Regions from separate parts of the Hordeum vulgare genome. Here region 1 is linked to region 2. A link is a contact called in public Hi-C data. All regions are on one chromosome and are shown on one strand. The core of a region is the stretch at or near the end of the contact, and the rest is flanking DNA. Distances in the headings are between cores, read along the strand shown. Region 1 holds the start of LOC123400178 (protein RETICULATA-RELATED 1, chloroplastic-like). Region 2 holds the start of LOC123451995 (U-box domain-containing protein 44-like).

Evidence for each region. Hi-C and Micro-C count contacts between places; a contact is called where the count stands out from the background.
Region 1: a Hi-C map of leaf shows a contact between it and region 2, with 2.9 times the contacts expected there. The contact joins the promoter of LOC123400178 here to the promoter of LOC123451995 in region 2. A contact is called at or near these places in 2 of 6 Hi-C or Micro-C datasets (both in leaf).

What each region holds. Positions count from the first base shown.
Region 1 is chr5H:165,759,905-165,763,921 of MorexV3_pseudomolecules_assembly, forward strand. LOC123400178 (protein RETICULATA-RELATED 1, chloroplastic-like) reads left to right here and starts at 2,261. Exons shown (of 8, transcript XM_045094596.1): 1 at 2,261-2,730. The coding sequence starts at 2,341.
Region 2 is chr5H:164,818,888-164,823,225 of MorexV3_pseudomolecules_assembly, forward strand. LOC123451995 (U-box domain-containing protein 44-like) reads right to left here and starts at 2,440. Exons shown (of 5, transcript XM_045128565.1): 1 at 2,412-2,440; 2 at 2,260-2,324; 3 at 1,357-1,899; 4 at 963-1,272; 5 at 1-231. The coding sequence starts at 1,887.

The DNA.
Region 1 (4,017 bases), core at 1,011-3,510, 940 kb after region 2:
TCGACGGGCTCGATTGCGGCAATCTGCGGAGACGATGCATGTCCAGCCACTGCGTGTTTCACCCATTGCTGGAGTCGCGAGCGACCGGATCCCTTGTGGCGATGAGCAGCGGGGCGAACAGTCGACACTGGGGTCAATGGTTGCCGAAGAATAGCGCCGCATGAACTTGCATGGAAGTGCGTTGCCCCGCGGATCGGGAGCGCCTCAACGTCAAGAGGCGCCTCCTGAAGCCATGCCGAGTCATCGACAATGAAGACGAGCGCGCCGAGACGGATCTCGCGGCCCAAGAACGAATCGCTGTCGGAAGACATGACGGAGAATGAAAATCGCAAACTTGTCGAAAGCTGCTTAGATGCCTGCCCCACGGTGGGCGCCAACTGTCGTGGGAATGAACTTGACAGTAGAGCTGAGGGGTACGGAAGGAGAGGACAGAGTCCTACATACAACAAGCTTGTACACACGATGTATGAGTTCAGGCCCCTTTCGTGGAGGTAACAACCCTATGTCTCAGTGCTCAGGAGCTCTTGTTGTGTGGAGTGTGTGTTACAAGGGGTGCGAACCCTTGTTCCACAGGGGAGGGGCGGCTTATATAGAGTGCGCTACCCCTCATCAAGGCCCATGCAACCAAGCGTTCGATTAATGAAGAAAAAGGTGTGCCTTACTGATAACGTACGTAATAAATATTACTTATGATGACCAACCGAATGCCTGCCCTTTGGCCTCTCTGGAGTGACTTCTGAACTTCTACGGTCGACTCGCTACATATTCTTCCGAGTGGAAGTCTTCTGTCGAGTGGATAGAGTAAATCTCCGAGTGGATGCTCTACCGAGTGACTCATGGCGAGTCAGTCGGAATCTTCCTTGAAATCTTTAAGTCCTTAATGTTGTGCCCTTAGGTAGGACCTGTAGGTCAGGCCTATATGACCCTACCCTAGGTACATATCCCCATCAGCTGCAGGCGTCGATCGAACAATGCATCACCGATGCCAAGAGACACTCCGCCATGAGGGAGGAGAAGTCCGAGGCGAGGTGGTCGGCGTTGATGACGAAGCAGGACCCCAAGCTCGACCTTCTTAAGACCAACGTGGCCGCGAAGAAGCGCAACACCGACCTGGTGTCCATGATGGGAGGAGGTGACATGACGACGATGGACCCGCGAGTGAAGGCATTGTACTTGGCAGAGCGGAACCTCATCTTGAACCTTATGCCAGGATTGGTGGCGACCGCGTCGACGCCGAATGCGACCACATCACCAACACCGAGCACTACGACCCCGAAGCATATGCCGACCTCTCCCGCCCCTGAAGGAGACGAGGAGCTTGTCATTTGAGTTCTATGTGCGCGGCTCCCGCCTTCTTGATCGCTGAACTATTGGCATGATGATCGCCAACCTGTGGTGGTGATCGCCGACCTGTGGCATGATGGTCGCCCGAAAGAAAACTTTGAATTTTTATGTGCGCCTTGGTGCCAAAACTCAGGGGTGTGACTCAGAATGTGAGCCCCACAAGCCGAAAACCCGTTGGGTCCGGGGGGGGGGGGACGGATGAAGATGCTCTTACACCCTTTGTCAAGGGGATTTGAGGGGATTTTGACTTGTAGTGGATTAGATCCATGCAATCCGTGCCAAAACCTCCTCACAACCGTGTCAACCGAACACAGCCTAATGGAACCTTAAAAAGACATGTACTCCTTTCATTCCTAAATATAAGATCTTTTAGTGATTTCACTATAAACTACATACGAATGTATCATGTATGTAGTCATATTTTAGGGTGTAGATTCATTCATTTTGCTTCGTATCTAGTCTATACTAATTTTTTTAAAAAGTCTTAGAGGGTGTTTGGTTGGGCTTCCAGCCAGCTTCCGTCTACCGGCTTCTAAGCCAAAAGCTCATATTTAGGTGCTTCCGGCTGCAGTTGTGGCTTTCGGCCTTGTCACAGCTGTAGCCGAAAGCCACAGCTGCAGCCGGAAACCCCTAAATAGGAGCTTTTGGCTTCGAAGCCGGAAGCTGGCTGGAAGCCCAACCAAACACCTCCTTATATTTAAAAACGGAGGGAGTATTAATATGTTTATCAAATGAAATATACTTCCTTTGTTTAGAAATACTTGTCGTAGAAATGAATGTACCTAGATGTATTTTAGTTCTAAATATATTTATTTTTATTATTTTTATGGTAACTAATTTCGGACGGATGAAGTATGTGGTTATTTAAAAAAGAGAGAAAACAAAATCATGTAAGAGCACCTAGATCAACAAGATAGCCCCCGCTTTCGATAAAGCCCTGCGACGGCACGACCCTGGAGGGCGTCGACCGCTACCCCCCATCCCTCTCTCTCTCGGATGGCGTCCCTCGCCGCCTTCCACCCTAACCTCCCCCACGCCCACGGCCACCCCTCCCATCCCAGTCCCACCAGCGGCCTCCTCCGTCTCCTGCCTTCACGCTGCCGCCATCGTGCCCCTCGCCGGCGGGGGCTAGGCCTCGCCGTCTCCGCCTGCGCCTCGTCCGCCGCGTCACCCTCTGCCGCCGGGCGAGGCGATCGCTCCGAAGCAGCCTCTTCGCTGGAGCGTTGCCTCGCGGCGTCCGCCCCCGGCGCTGCGGCACCCGCGGCTGCGCCTCCCCGCGTACCGCCGGCGATGAAGGGCGGGAAGCAGTACGGTGCGTTCGGGGCCGTCACGCTCGAGAAGGCCAAGCTTGACCTATCGCAGCGCAAGAAAAAAATCATGCCCGAGGTAGCCATTCCTGTTATTTCTAGTCGATTAAAACTGCAAAAACAAGTGAATTTATGAGATATGTTAGGGAATTTCTGAGAGATATGTTGTCCTTGCCCCCTCGTTGTTGAGTAGCATGGCACTTGTATATGAATTGAGTAGGAACCCGCTCTGAAATCAGATGGCTGTACAAATGGATGGGGATATACCAAAATAACGGATAAGGCATGTTGGTGCGGACAACCTTGTGTTTTTGTGTTGAGTAGTGGTATATATTATTTGTGATGATTAGTAAGTATGAGTAGTACTCCTTTTCCATCCTTTTAACTTAGGATTGGGCTGTACAATTCCTTCATCACCTATACCAAAATCAGGAGAACACAATAAGTTTGTGCTGTTTGGGATTGAAACAACAAAAACTAACTGATAAATGTTGTTTGTGCATTCTACTTTAGATGCATGATGTTTAATGTACACACCAATGGTTCAAACATCAATACCTAGGGATCCAATGTCTATATGCTATATCACTAATCTCCCTAGGATTGGAGGCCTCACAATCAATTGAGGTCTCCAATTGGATTTGGTCACCCAATTTTGACCGGGTTGACAATTTCTCAACAAGCTCTTTTATTCAATTCTTTTAATTCACAATGCTCCTTAATTTTGGAGCCTTTTGATTCGATTGAGGTATTCGATTTGGGATTGGGTTCATGATTTTGACTTGGTCAATGATTTTTAAAATTAATCGGTAGCAACCGACTTATAATAATATATCAGTCCCGTGCACCCCTCGCCACCTAGAAATATATTATTGTAACACCAAAATAGTACATGCAGACAGTGACACGGAAAGTTTTCCGATGTAAATATCGGTTAATTAGCACATAACACATAATCACACCACGAAAGACCCATCAAAACACCGCATTATAAATAAAATACAAAACATAGGCCATCGCCTCTCACACTAGCCAAATCAAATTCTCCCTCGGTTCCAAGATATAAGGTGTATTTTTTTCTTGAAAAATCAAATTTATTTAACTTTGACTAAGTTTGGAGTAAAAAATATGGGCATCCACAATACTAAATAAACAAAATATGAAAATCTATTTCATGATGAATTTAATGATTGCAACTTGATATTATGAATATTAATATAGTTCTCTATAAATTTGGTCAAACTTCAAGAGCTTTGACTTAAAAAGTCTCTAATACACCTATATTTAAAAAACAAATAGACTAATTTATTTTATAAAAACACAACAACACCAACGGCGTAGCAATGCGCGCTTAATCCTTCTAGTT
Region 2 (4,338 bases), core at 1,190-3,689:
CTGCTATGAGAGGTGGGAGAATACCTGCTTCAATTAGTATCTTCGCACTGACGTCGTAAGATGAAATTTGATTCAGTGCCTTCAGAGCGGCTTCTCTAGCCTCCCTATTCCCACTTTTCATGATATTGACCAGTGCAGAGCCTGCTGTTTGTGCCACAAAGACCTTCACATCGTTTGTTAAAACAAGCTCCCCGACATAAGCAGCCATAGATAATTGTGTATCAGGTGAACCTACAAATGCACACAAGAAGGAACTAAGCCCTGAGTACAAGAGAAGAAAGAACATTGGAAAATGAATATCAGTCGTAAAACATTTCTACCATTCCGGTGCCACAATTTTCCTACAGTGCATGCACTAACTAGAAGACACCCCTAGTAAGAAAAATATAATACTGGAGTGAACATATACCAACTGAACCTGGCACCACAATAGTTAACTCGATCAACATGAACTGCCCGAAGAAATTGATGCTAGAGGGGCAATTCTTATCCATGCACTGAAGTAATACCACAGTGACAAAGCTTATATACAAGTGAACAGAAATAATCGGATGGAAATTGTCCATCTTAGGCATGCAGAAATCCCACGATTAATTATCTCCATATTGAAATAAATGAAAATTCTGCAGCTAGGCAGCTGGGTAATGCACCACATCCTAATGTGTATAATTACTCTTTTTTTATGTAAAGAGTCTAGTTCCTCATATGTTATAGATTTCTCCTTTATGTATTTGACGAAGTATTTTTTATAAATATGGTAACAAAAAGTGGTGAGAAACGAGTATTCAATATGGGTGGGGAGATAAAAGAGTAACAAGACATGAACACAGGAAAGCAAAACACAGACGAGAAGCAAATAAATTAGAATATCACCATATCACAGTCATTCAATAGTGTAATGGCAATGGCAACATACAGGATCTCTGCTTTCTTTCAAGATAATGAAATGGTATAAATAATACCTTCAAGGAGAAGCCTAAGAAGGGGTTGCAGTCTACCGTTTTCCGCCATCTGTCTAACATTTTTTTCACAGCTCTCCAAATTCACAAGTGTCTTATCAGCCCTATCAACTGTCAACAGGTTTTCTATTTTACTACTTGACAAGCCAACAAGTATAAGTATGGCCCCAGGAACGCTCCCAATTTTTTCTGAAAGAGGTTTATATTGTGAAAGTTCATATAACAGAGATGCAGCCTGTTCTTTCTCTTGGACGTGGCCATGAGATAAGAACTTCACTATTGTGCGAATGTTGTCCCCGGCAGCAATCTCATCCTGTGAAAAAAAATCTGGGATATTAGAAACACAAGATTGGTGACAAATTTAAAACTATGGAAAGTAGATTCGTAAAAAAAGCACCTTGTTATCATTGTCATCTTTAGCTATAAAGCAAAGACTTTCCAATGCCTTTTGCCGTACTTTTGTACTACTATTCTTCAACAGCTCAGAAATTAAGCTTATCAAGCCAAGCTTCCTCACTACATGTCTGCTGGATCTACTTCTCTGACATATCTCCACAACATATTCAAGTGCTTGCAAAGTATCATGTTCTGAATTCTCAGAAGTTAAGGATTTACGGGCTACATCAAGTTTAGCTGCCTGATTCCTATGCATCCATTCATCAATAGTGTTTCTCAGAGCAATACTTGGATTCAACTCAGTGCTGCTGAGCTCCTTCCTAGTAATAGGGCAGACAAGGCTCCTTCCACTGCTATCAGATTCCTTGAACCACTTCAAAATGGCTTCACGTTCAAATGTAGCACCACTCTCTAAAGTGACAGGATCCCGCATAATTTGTTTTGTCAGTGGACAAAGAAATGATTCATAAATAGGCTCAACGCGCAAGCTGTCAGTGGACGAATCATACTGACCATCTTGAACATCTGCCATCACACCACGGCACTGCATACAAATTCAGAGGGAAGAAATCAGAGATATATATAGTAGGTTCATAAGAGACAGGCCAGGAATGAAAGACATGCAACAATTGGAATGGATTACTACCAGCGTGCAAAAGATATTGAGATCGTCATCCTAAAGCCTAGGAAATGCCAAACATTCAAAAGTTGCTGCAAAATATCCGACATAAGGTACATATATTTCTCATGTGAATATATTGCACTCATTACCCCAAATTCAATAATCATTTTTCTATACTAGTAAGAAATCAAAGCAAACCAGTCTCCTACTCCCAACACCGATTACATATACCTAAATTGGCATCACTTCCATCACATATCGATGCCTGTGGACGGATTTTACCTCAAATCCACGAGTAATAGGAAAGTGAGGCGCAGTTAGTGGAGGCGGCGGCGGCTGGGGAGCACCTGCTGAGAGCAGTATTGTTAAATCGATGATTAGCAGGAGGTAGCGACGAGGGATGTTCACAGGACCATCAGAGACAGGGCGCGTACCTCGGAAAGAATTAGGAGACGCGGAATTGGTGGCTCAACGGAGAGCAAATACGACCAGCCACCGCAATTCGCACGATTGCGGCGGCACTACCCAGCCATGGCCGGCGGGGAGGAGAAGCAGATCGATATGGCAGAGGGGTCCGGGTGGAACCGTGGAGGGATCTGCCGGACGGAGAAATTACAAGACGGCGGAGGCGGGCCAGTGAGGCGGAGTGCGAGACCAGGGGAGGGTTAGGGGAGAGGGGAGCGGAAGGGAGATACTTCTCGGCGACGAATGCTGGTGCCCTGTTGCTGCTTACTAGTCAGCTAGACTGCTTGAGTGGGTAAGCGAAGCCGCACAGGAGGGCGCCGTATCAACCGCTCGTTTCTATCCAACGCCTTCTATTTCTCGCAACAAAACTGTGGACCTTAGATCGATCGGTTGCACGAAAAGAGGAAAGACAGTAGTTTACTCAGGTTCGGGCCCTTCTATGAAGGTAATGCCATACGTCCTGCTTGATTGTATTGATGAAGATGATTACAGAGTTGATCTACCTCAAAATCGTATGCGTTAAATCCTAGATGATTCAGCCTCTCCTATACGGACACGGGTCCCTGGTTTATATAGACACCAGGGTCCCTAGGGTTTACAAGATACCGACTATAATCGGGAATAGATGAGCCGACCTAGTCCTTCTAAGCTTGGAGTCCACGTCAATCCTCGGTGCCTTCCTTCCTTCGTACGAAGTCATCAACCATCCGGACTCTGATGATCCGGTCCATGGGTCGGCGCCCCGAGGACCCCTTAGTCCAGGACTCCCTCGGTAGCCCATGAACTAGCCTTCCATGCCCTTACGTAGAGTCTTCGACAGCTTTTCACATATTTGGTAATCGAGGAAAGGCGAGTTCCTTTTCCGATTTGTAGCATGACGAACTAGTCTTTGCCGAATCTTCAAATGTCGAAGTATCGCGAGACCCATAACCTTCAATCATGTCCCTGAACTTTAATATTCTATCGAGTATCGTGTGTCTTAAATTTTGGCACGCGCCCCAATGATTCAGCGAAACCGTCTCTTACAGACGTGGGGGGAAGGTGTCCTTATTTATAAGTAAACAAGGGCCCAGGTCCAGGGCCATACCTCCATTCTTTCCCCGTAAGCGCGGTCAAGGAAACCCTAGAATCTTAGGAGCCAGATTCATGGTGAGTTCCTCCTCTCGTCCCTTCGGCCCTCAACCGGGTGACTCGGCCAGTTGCTTCGTTTCTCAGCTTCGGTTGCGGGACCTTGAAATCCAAGGGTATCTTCCCTCCTCTGACCTCGCACCCACGCGTGTCGGCTAGACTGCCTATAATGGCGAGGACTTCGCAGAGAAATCCCCCATTCCACAAAAAGGCGAAAGGGTCTGCTTTACCTCCTTCCTGCTACGTGGGCTGGGATTTCCCATCCATCCTTTTTTGAGAGGTCTGCTGGAGTTTTACGGGCTGCAACTCCACAACCTATCCCCTGGTTCCATCCTACACATCTCAGGTTTCGTGGCCCTCTGCGAGATGTTATTAGGCTGCGAACCTCATTTCAATTTATGGAGGAAGTACTTTTGCATTGTTCCCCGGACTAATGGAGCCTCCATCCAAGAAGTAGGCAGCGCCAAAGTGTGGTGCATAGCGGCCACCGGATACCCAGTCGGTACACCAAATGAAGAGACCGATGAATGGTCTTCGGAATGGTTCTATATCGATGACGTCCCTTTATTCGAGCCAGTCCGGCGAGGCCTTCCCGAATACTCAGCGGCTCCCTTGAAGAAGCGATTCAGCTCGCGTCCGAAGAGTAAATCCGAAGAAGAGAGCCCGGAAGTGAGGTGCCTCACCGCCAAGGTAAAAATATTGGCTCACGGTGGCATGACCATCGTACAAGTGCTGGCCACCGCCATCCCCAGGTGTGTTCAGCCACTC